Linked DNA regions of Rattus norvegicus: regions 1 and 3 are each linked to region 2. A link is a contact called in public Hi-C data. All regions are on one chromosome and are shown on one strand. Each heading gives the region's core, a stretch centred on a gene start, on an enhancer-like site or on the middle of the called end of the contact. The rest is flanking DNA. Distances are from core to core; before and after follow the strand shown. Region 1 holds the start of Wdr18 (WD repeat domain 18). Region 2 holds the start of Atp5f1d (ATP synthase F1 subunit delta). Region 3 holds the start of Tmem259 (transmembrane protein 259).

Region 1 (3,344 bases), core at 349-2,848, 180 kb after region 2:
AGGGCCTTGCGCTCGCTAGGGAAGCGCTCTACCGCTGAGCTAAATCCCCAACCCCGGTTTATTTCCTTTATGAGTGTTTTTGCCTGCATGTATATATGTGTATAAGGGGCATGACTGGTGCTCACTGAGGTCTAAGGAGGTGTGAAGTCCCCTAGAACTGAAGTTATGGATGGCTGTGAGCCATCATGTGGTTGCTGGGAATTGAACCCAGGTCCTCTGCAAGAGCAACAAGTGTTGTTAGTCACAGGACCATTTCTCTTTGCTCCTTACTGAGGATGTTAACTACTATGTTGACTTCCTGCTTTCTGCCCTGATTCCCTCAATATAAACTGCAAGTGTACATAATAAAAGTTCTCTTCCTCTTGCACTGTTTTTGGTCAATGTTTTTGCCAAGAGGAGACAGGTTAGAACACTGCCCCTTCCTAAGTTTCTTTCTCAGTTGCTCACGACAGCACTAGGGCCACCAGTGGGCTGAGCACTGTGCTGCATCTCAGTCACCAATTAGGATCCTACAGACACGGTCGCATTTTTGGTTTCAGAAGTCATGGGTAAGATTCCATGCCTACCTCAGCTGACAGGACACCGACCAGTTTTACTCTTTAGCAATCCCAAGTCACACATACATGTGACAAGCTGTTCTCACCTCCCACAGGTAAATGCTCTCTGCAATTCCTGCCAGAACATACAAGCCGTTAGGTGCCGTGGTTAGACAGGTGACAGGCCCAGGACACATGATTTTCTGTTGAAGCTGGTCCTAGGGACACAGAATACAAGAAAAACTATGTGAGTATCAGGGCGGAGGCAACTGAAGGGAAAAGTTTTAAGTACAGAGAGCAAAAGAAAAGAGGTTGGGTAGATAGACTGTCCAAGTGAGGGTTGGAGGCGCGGCAAACCTGTACCTAGAAACTACCCCCAGCCCCGGGAGGGCAGGGTCCGGGCTCAGTAGTAGGGATCCTACTGGACAAGAAGGAAGCTCTGTGTTCCAGAAACTAAGAACCAAAAAGACCTCAGGCCTTAGTCTGTCCTGATGGTTAAGATCCGCGACTCTTTACGAAGGTAAAAGAACGGGCCGTCATTCTATCTCTTCCCGTGGCTCCTCAAGATCTCTGGTCTGCCATGCCATACAAAAGCATGACTTCTAACGGACCCCATTTCCCTTCTGCGTCCCTTAGCGCCCCTTACACTGCAAGTGTGCAAAAGCCATAGATCTTCATCTGAGCATGCGCGAAGAAATCTCCCGGGCCCCTTAGCGCCAAGCCCCTGGGGGGAAAAACCCTCGGCCTCCGAGTACTTCCGAATCACACACCACCCCAGGATCGCCGGAACTCTAATCTTGGCGCGCCGGAGTACTCTCGGCTGCTCCGCGGACGCTGAGGCCCCGCACCTTGCGCTGCAGCTCCCAAGCGCAGATGTAGTTCTTGCCCTGCTGTGCCGCCAGCAGGTACTCGCCATTGAGTAGCGCCAGGCCTCGCGGCCCCGCTTGGCCGCCTCGATAGGTGAGCAGGTTGGCGCCCGAATGAAGCTCCCACACCATACAGCTCCATAGCGGTGCCGCGGAGTCTGTACACACCACCACTTCCATGGGCGCCGCCATCTTGCCCTGCCAGCCCCGCCCCCGAATCCCATCATTCTTAGCGAGACTGTCAAGATGGCTCCTGGCCGACTAGCCTTAGTACTTCCTAGCGGGGGGAGCTGGAAGGCCGACGCATGCGCAGTAGTTTCACCAAGCCGAGGAGGCGGAGTTAATTGTCTGGTGCTTACGGGCTCCAGGAGGCCTAGAGAGACATTTATGCACTTTAGGTGGCTCACATACGCATGCGTACAAAGTTCGCTGCTCTTGGGTGGAGCTAGCCGCGGGGTTTCAGGGTCTCTGGTAGAGCAGCGTTGAGAGGGCGGAGCCGCACGACAAGTGTACATGCCAATGCGCGAACAGCGCAGTGGTAGACGCGCCACGCAGCTTAGAACACCCGCAAGCTTCTTGGAGGACTGAGCGGGGCGGGGCGGGGCGGAGGAAAGGGGGGGGGAAAACTGGATTCCTGCACATGCGTAGAAGCCTGGGGGTCCTGGCGGCTCAGCGCATATTAGCTCTGTTTAGAGGAAAATACGCTTGCTATCTGTTTGCAGGGTTTGTCTTTTTTTCTTTTCTTTTTTCTTTCTTTCTTTTTTTTTCCTCGACACAGTGTCTCTCTTGCGTTGGGATTAAAGCCTTGAGCCTCCACCGCCAGCGAGCTTTCACTGAATACGCGCTAGGTGTTTTGACTCAAATGATCTAAAGTTTTAAAGTGTTTTGTTTTGTACTTGAGCCACTCTGGCCCTCGAACTCGTGGCAATCAATCCTCCTGCCTCAGCTTCTTGCGTGCCGAGATGACACATCTATGTCACCATAGCCGGCTTTTTCTTTTCTTTTTTGTTATATTTTTGTTTTTTGAGACAGGGTTTCTTTGTGTAGCCACGGTTGTCCTGGTAGTCACTCTGTAGACCAAGCTGGTCTCGAACTCAGAGATCCACCTATATCTGCCTCCTGAGTACTGGGATTAAATGTCTGGGCCACCACCACCCAGCTGACCAATTTACTTCTTAAACTTTGTTTCATAGCAAAAATATAAACCACTGACCTTTATACTTTATTTAGATCAAATGAAGTTCGTTACTTACTGCGTGTAGCATGCCGCTATGTATGTTTGGCCGAGGCATATTGGTGATTAACTCTTACCAATCGACCCACGTCCTTTATTGATTCGCCTCCTCTTTGGCCTTTCCTCTTCTGAGTCATAAATTTCAAATTTGTATTTGGTTCACTCATTGTAGACCCAACAAGTCAATCTCTAGCCAAGCAACCTTTAGCCTCAGGTCACAGCTGCTGTCATAGGTCAGGCCTAAAACCAAGTGCCCCCTCCCTCCTTCTATGTGTTGTTAGTAACGGAGATTGCATGCAAGTGTGGAATCTTGCAGCCAGGAATGTGGCCTCCAGAGCGCTGCGCCAGCGGCAGTGCGACAGGGCTGGACAGCAGGGCGAGGTTGTGAGCTGGGTCTAACAGCAGCTGTTGGGCCTGTGGAGGGAGCAAGGATGCATGCCCGGTGCAAACATTTGGACTCCGCGACCCGGCGACCCCAGGCCAGAAAGAGAGGAAATGAGTTGGAGTGAGGCGTGCCACCGAATGTGGCCACAAGATGGCAGGCGCGAGCTGCGGGGATAGGGGGAGGACTTAGGAGGCGATTCTCAAGAGAAGGCAACCACTTTGACAAGCAAGAAACTCAGAAGCAAGGTGCTGTCCAGGGTTAGAGCGAAAGGTCCTGGGGCAGAATGGAGGATATGGAGCTGCATTTGAAAGCGTTGGTGGTGA
Region 2 (3,435 bases), core at 312-2,811:
GGAGAAGTGGGTCCTTCAGCCTGGCTCCTGTCCTACCCTGAAGGCAAGTTCCTCGACAGCACTTTCCCATCTCTTCCTTCCCAATGGAGGTGAGGGCAGCTGTTCGATCCCCTCTGTGCCCCACACAACCACATCTTCATGGACACCTATTTCCTTTGCTTTCTCCCTGCCCTTTGAGGACCCGAACCTCTAGACATCCTGGGCCACACTCACCAAAATACTTAGTTGTGGTGCCATCTTCCGCATGAACCACTACCAGCCCAGGCCGTAGGACCTGTAGTGTGGGGACATGGGATGCCAGGATGCCAAAGGCTCCAGTCAGCGTAGGCACATCCACTTGCCGGACATTGGCACCATCAAAGAACACCTGCAGAGAGTGTACCACACAGAGTTGGCATTGCCACCGTGCCATGGAGACTGGTCTTTCCTTCTGTACAGTGGGCACAGGGAGGATGAAATTCTGATGGGACGTAAAAGCTACCAAGAGCTGCCGTTAGACTCAGTTTGCCGTTAGACTCACCTGTGAAATGGGATGCCATGTCTAACAGAGGGTCTGAAAGAGGTGACTGAAATATATGGCAACCCAGTGCTGTACAAGCATGCCAATCTGGTGTCTGGGATAGGGTTTCTGGGAAACCCTAAGGTTGTCTCATGACTACTCAGGAAGTTGCTATGAGGGAGTCAAAAGTGTAAAACCAGCATAGGCTTACAAACAGCATGGTTATTAAGCTGTTAAAACCCTGGCTAAGGTCTGTACAATTAAGGGTATTAGGCCCAGGGGAAGCCAACATGACAAGGAACTTGGGTCAGTCCCAGGTGACCTTTCAAGATCTGGGTCCAGGCAATCCCCAAGAAGGGATCCAGGCCTGGGTACTGGTGACTCCTGCTTGGACAACATCTTGGGGACTCCCCCACGGACAGAAACTCTGATCCATGTAAACCCCAAAGGGATTAATCTGTGGTCCATTATGACACCATCCAAGCCTTGAGTAGAGCCTGGAGTTCATATGAATCTCGGGGACAACACCCAAGGATGGGGCCTGAGTGACCAAGGTGTGGAGCCTAGGACACCCCAAAAACAGCAGGACTTGTGGTCCAGGTGACACCAGTACATTAGTAAAATCTGGTTTCCAGGTATAGGTGATCCAACCCCCAGAGGGTGGAGCCTTAGGTCCAGGTGACGCCCTTAGGGGTGGGGTATGAAGTTTCAGTGAACACAGAGAGGTCGAGCCCTGGGTCCGGGTGACCCCATCCAGGGGCGAGGCCTGGGGAGGGGGTTCACGCGGCCCCATGGGGGTGAAACCTGAGACCCAATACAAGTGACCCTCTCCCACGGGTAAAGTCAGGGGCTTGACGACTCTGGGGGCTGTGAGTCGTACCTGCGTCGGGGAGGCGAAGGTGAAGGACATCTGTCCAGGCCCAGCGGCGGGGGCAGGTGAGGCGGCGGCCTGGGCGTACGTACGCGCCTGGAGCACCAGACGGCGCAGACCTGGGTGACGAAGCAATGCGGCGGGCAGCATGGTGGCGGAAACGTCAGTGGACTTTAGCTTAGCGGACAGCAGACACACAGGGATAGCGAGGCGGCCTTCAGGGAGGGCGAGGAGGACGACGCGCGGTGTCTTCTGGGAGGCGCAGTTCCCACAAGAACGCACGCGCGCACTGCGATGCTCCGAAGGCTGCGCGGTGCAGAACGCGCTGAGCATACTGGGAGGTATACTTTGCCTTAGCCACACCCCTTGCAGTGCTGCCTAGAAGTGGGACCCTCCTATGCCTCGTGAATCATTCTGGGAACTGTAGTTTTCTTCGCCTTCTAACAGCAAACGGTGCCCTGGGTCCATAGGACCGTGTTCTGCAAACGGACACCTTCCCTCCGGAGAGTACGTTTGAGCTGAAAAGATGCCGGTTTGATGTCAGGTCCCAACCATTGGAGAGAGGCACTTAGCGCGCATTCAGGCCCAAAAGAAGCAAACCTGTAACGTGTTGGGACAGAAGAATTAAAATGTAGATTACCAGTCAGGTGTGGTGACGCACTTTTGCAATCCGCATTCTGGAAATAGGTAAAAATCTATTTCCAAAAGTGCGCAGCCGAATACATTTTTAAAAAAATCAAATATTAGGGCTAGAGAGATGGCTCAGCGGTGAAGAGCACTGACTGCTCTTCCAAAGGTCCTGAGTTCAATTCCCAGCAACCGCATGGTGGCTAGGATCTGTAATAAGGTCCTGTGTGTCTGAAACAGCTACAATGTACTCATATAAATATAATAAATAAATCTTAAAAAAATCAAATATTAGCCAGGCGCTGTTAATCCCAACTCCCCGGAGGAAGACTCAAGCGGGGTTCCGTGAGTTTGTGATCAACCAGGTCTACATCTTGAGAAGCTGCTAAATAAGTAAATGAATAAATAGATAGATAATTAATTAATTAATTTACTCCATGATGCCGCACGCGGTGCGTGCTAGAGAGAGGTCGCACCAGGAGAGCAGCTCACGGAAGAGGTTACTGGGTGGCATGCACGCCGAAGCAGGCAGAGGGCGCGCGAAACCTGGAGATGTACTTGCTCTTCTCCGCAGTCCCCTCCCTGCGGGCCTCCGCCCCTGCCCGCCACTGACGCAGGAGCCCGTGCGCGGGCGGCCAAGGGGCCCCACTGACGCCAGTTGTGTCCGCGCAGCCTCGCTCTCGGCCATGACATCACCACCCTGCCCCCGCATTCACGCAGATTACAGCCTCCGCTCAGCTCTTGGTCCCCAGGTCCCACCACATAGGTTCACAAAAAATACGGGCATAGAGTTGGTGGGACAAGAAGCCATTAGCTTGACTTAAGGATGCATGTTGGATCTTAGAAGAGCAGCTGGCAGCTTTTGGTAGTGGTCAGTCTTGAACCAGAGCCTGGCGGATGCAAGAGTAATTCTTTTCGTCATTCTACAATCAACAGACTCTGGAGCTCAGGCCTGCTCATAAGCCAGCAGTCCTGGGCCTCAATCCGTCTCTGTGAGAGACACCTAGTTCTCAGTCTCTCTAATCTGGGCATTCTTACTTGCACAGTGGCATCTAGAAACTCCATTCCCTTCCCTACTCCAGCACACAGATGCACACGTACAAACACACACACACACACACACACACACACACACACACACACACTTGCGCGCGGGCCCCCGAGATCCCATATCTACAAAAATGTTCCATGAAGCAAGAACTCAAACCTAGATATATCATGCTCGTCCTGTCTTGAGTATTCTCCTCCAACTCCATGGCCACTGTGTCTTACCAGACAAGTCTTTTTAAAAACAAAAACAAAAAAAAAAAAAACCAAAAAAAAAAAAAACAAAAAAAAATTAAACCTAGGGTGCAGGAGAGATGGCTCAGCAGTTAATAACGAGCACTGTTCTTCCCATCGCCCATGCCGGACAGTTAACAGCTGCCAGTAGCTCCAG
Region 3 (3,512 bases), core at 433-2,932, 160 kb after region 2:
GGCCTCTCTGCTGCATCCTAAAAACTGACAGCTTCTTTGGCGGGAGCAGTAGCCGCTCAATAAATTCATTTGTCCAGCAAGACTGCTGGCACGTGGCAGTTAAAGGAGGAACGAAGACTTCAAAGGTCGATTGCGTGACATTGAGATGAGACAAAATATGGAACGCTTCACGAATTTGCGTGTCATCCTTGCGCAGGGGCCATGCTAATCTTCTCTGTATCGTTCCAATTTTAGTATATGTGCTGCCGAAGCGAGCACGAACGTCTGTGGGTCGCCTCAGATATTTAAGCGCAGGGAATATAATTACTTTTCACATAGAGTAGTTGTGCTTTTTTGTGTATATAAAGTGATGTCTTTATACGTCAAAAGGAAGGGCCACCCTTCGTAACGACGCTGAACATAATTATCTATGCGCGTAAAAGCTTACAAATTAATTAATGTAGCCATCTGGGAGAAGCTGCACCAGCAAGGCCTTCTGGGAAGCCATATGCAAATTAGACAGATACTACGCGGCTCCGCCCCTCAGTGGTAGCCCAGCCCGATCGGCGGGGAATCCGTGCTCTTGGTGCGATGGGCAAACTGAATGCTGGTAAACTATCCCCATGGAGCTTCGCCCCTAATGAACAGTGCTAGAAAGCTCTGCCTCCCAGGGCAAGGCTGGTAATGATTCCTCAACGGGCTATGCTAATGACTCCCCACCGGACTCCGCCCCTAAGTGAGGCTGTGGCCGTAGTGAAGCCCTATGTAAATAGTAAATAGGCCTTGCTACATGCGTCTCCGCCCCCTCTGATCCTCCGCTAATAGAAAACCCGGTGTAGATAAGACTAGCAACGTCGCCCCGCCCACTAGTTGCAAATGCTTAAGCTTGTTTCTGAGACCACGCCCCATAGCTCGACCGCCGCGAACCTGGTTCCCTACACAAACGAAACGGATTGTACGCGACACTGCCTCAGTGCCTAAGCTCAATGCTTATATATTTGGTTGTGAGCCTAACCTTTAACGGCTGAGCCATCTCTCCAGCCCCTAAGCTCAATGCTTAAGATACAGCTTTGGTCTGAAGAGATGGCTAAGAGCACTGACTGCCCTTCCAGAGGTCTTGAGTTCATTTTCCAGCATCCATTATGGTGGCTCACAACCATCTGTAATGGGATCTGATGCCCTCTTCTGGTCTGAACGCAGCTACAGTGTACTCACATATATAAAAGATTTTTTTTTATTTTAGCTCAGTGCAAATGAGTCGTGACACACGACTCTGCCATAGACCATGCCACAGTGTGTGGGAGTGAATTTTTGCAAATGAACCGGGCTCCTCTCTATTCCGCTCCGTGTAGCCTCCGCAAATTGCAAGCCCAAAGCAAATGAGACCGACCAAAGCTTTAAGGAGGACTAGGAAAATAAACTGAACTCCGTGTTACTCCGGCCTTTTAGCACTGGGGCGACGGGTTTGAAGTTTGAGAGCAGTAACCAGGCTCCGCCCACTTGTGGTGCCAGCCTTCCGGCTCTGAAGCCCGGCCTCCTCGGGCGGCCGTGGCGATCCCAGCGTGCCCCGCGCACGGGTGGCGCTCTGGCCCGGCGCTCTCGCCGGCGTCGCGGGCCGGACGGACGCGAGCACAGGCGCAGGCGGCGGCGGCCGGGGGCGGCGGGGGGGATCCGGCGGCCGGGACACGGCGGGGGGGCAGCCGGCGGCCGCCGGGGTGACGCGGGGCGGTGATGTCGGAGCACGCGGCAGCCCCAGGGCCCGGGCCCAACGGCGGCGGGGGTGGCGGCGCGGCGCCCGTGCGCGGCCCGCGCGGCCCCAATCTCAACCCCAACCCGCTCATCAACGTGCGCGACCGGCTCTTCCACGCGCTCTTCTTCAAGATGGCCGTCACCTACTCACGCCTCTTCCCACCTGCTTTCCGCCGCCTCTTTGAGTTCTTCGTTCTGCTCAAGGTGACCTCTGACCCCTGACCTCTGACCCCAGCTGTCATCCACCTGCCCACCCCCTCAGCTTTACCACTTGGCCCCTGACTTGGCCTGAATACCCTGATGCCAATCTTCTCACAGATGCATCCTCTGATCCCCACTTCCTCAGCTCTCAGGCCCCGCCTCTTGCCCTTTGGCCTCTGACTCTGCCACTTGGGAACCTAGGCCCCAAATTTTTCCACCCAAGACCAGAGCCCAGTGTCTTCTTGAGGTAGTATCTTGGACTCGAGGTCCCCCCCTCCCACCTGTCACTCCCATTCTGTCCTGCACCTCCACTGAGAACAGTGTGGTCAGTTCCATCCCATCCTGAAGTTCCACTGTGGACAACCCCCTGTGCTGGAGGCCCTGTCCCGCCTGTCATTTCCATCCTAACACACCCTGAAGCTCACCTGGGGATAGTCCCCAGCCCTCCCAGTGTCCCTGCTCTTCTCTGTCACTTCTTGCCAGATCTTTTGTGGCTTTGGTGGGGTCACCTCGCTAGGGTTAGCCACAAAGTCACAGCCACATTGGCCAGGGACCTCTGTAGCCAGTACTTGCTCTGCTGTGTCTTCCTGGTGTGCTCCTGAGAGATACTGAGTTCTCAATATAACAAAGGCTACTCCAGAGGGATAGCCACCAGGCTCTGTCCCTAGGCTTCTCTCTGAGAGGAGCTGCCTGGGCCATCTGGTGTTGGGGGCATGGCATGGTGGTGGGTGTGCTGATGTTGGAGGGCATTGCCTTCTCCGGTGGCTTTGGTGAATGTGGGACTGGCTCCTAGCACTGTTTCAAAGCTGTCAGTTTGGGGGATTCATGGAAGTACTTCCAGCATGAGATTGAAACAGATGTGGGGTTGAGCCCCTCAGGCTCCAGTCCACAGTCTGCAGTCTGCCACTGCCCCTTCTTTCTCCCTGCCTTCCACACCCTGAGTCCCCAGTGGTGGCCCTCAGCTTGGGGTACCCGATACCTTGTCAGAGACAGGGTCTGTTGGATGACAGTTGACCCCCCACTTTTTCTTTTTTTTTTTTTTTGGTTCTTTTTTTCGGAGCTGGGGACCGAACCCAGGGCCTTGCGCTTCCTAGGTAAGCGCTCTACCACTGAGCTAAATCCTCAGCCCCGACCCCACACTTTTTTCTTAATCGGGACAGACAAGCCATACAGCAGCTGGTTTCTGGGGCTGCCGAGGTTTCAGGGAGCCCTTTTGCTGTGTTTCCTGCCTACCCAGCTTCCGCCCAACCTTCATAGAGGGGACGTGCCTGGCAGCCAAGGCTGCTAGGCCTGTACCGCCCTGTACCCTGTCCCCACCCCAGCCTGGGTGTCAGCTCTGACAGGCCCAGGGAAGAGCTTTTGGACTTGGTGTCCTCTCTGCTGGCTTCACAGTCTCAAAGACTGAAACTGGGCAGACACAGAATGTGGCCCCAAGCACCTGGGCTAAGCAGCTGACAAGTGGGCGACCGTGGGACACACATGGGATAGACTGTGGCACAGCATGGTGCCTTAGACCTTAGGATGTGGGCCAGCGTCAAAGGGCAAGGAGGTGAATGACACCAGCTCTAAGTGGATCTGAGCCC

What was found. Hi-C and Micro-C count contacts between places; a contact is called where the count stands out from the background.
Region 1: a Hi-C map of liver shows a contact between it and region 2, with 3 times the contacts expected there. The contact joins the promoter of Wdr18 here to the promoter of Atp5f1d in region 2. A contact is called at or near these places in 6 of 12 Hi-C or Micro-C datasets (the Rat2 cell line, Schwann cells, kidney and 2 more) and 1 of 1 datasets of contacts at active chromatin or transcription factors (oligodendrocytes).
Region 3: a contact with region 2 is called in a Hi-C map of kidney, with 3 times the contacts expected there. The contact joins the promoter of Tmem259 here to the promoter of Atp5f1d in region 2. A contact is called at or near these places in 11 of 12 Hi-C or Micro-C datasets (the A7r5 cell line, Schwann cells, frontal cortex and 6 more) and 1 of 1 datasets of contacts at active chromatin or transcription factors (oligodendrocytes).

The regions. Positions count from the first base shown.
Region 1 is chr7:10,397,077-10,400,420 of GRCr8, forward strand. It overlaps Wdr18 (WD repeat domain 18), which reads right to left and starts at 1,599. Exons shown (of 10, transcript NM_001039027.1): 1 at 1,385-1,599; 2 at 644-754. The coding sequence starts at 1,594.
Region 2 is chr7:10,212,789-10,216,223 of GRCr8, forward strand. Atp5f1d (ATP synthase F1 subunit delta) reads right to left here and starts at 1,562. Exons shown (of 4, transcript NM_139106.2): 1 at 1,380-1,562; 2 at 214-367. The coding sequence starts at 1,520.
Region 3 is chr7:10,373,222-10,376,733 of GRCr8, forward strand. Tmem259 (transmembrane protein 259) reads left to right here and starts at 1,683. Exons shown (of 11, transcript NM_001100886.1): 1 at 1,683-1,932. The coding sequence starts at 1,711. It overlaps LOC120094051 (U6 spliceosomal RNA), which reads right to left and starts at 258; the gene lies at 152-258.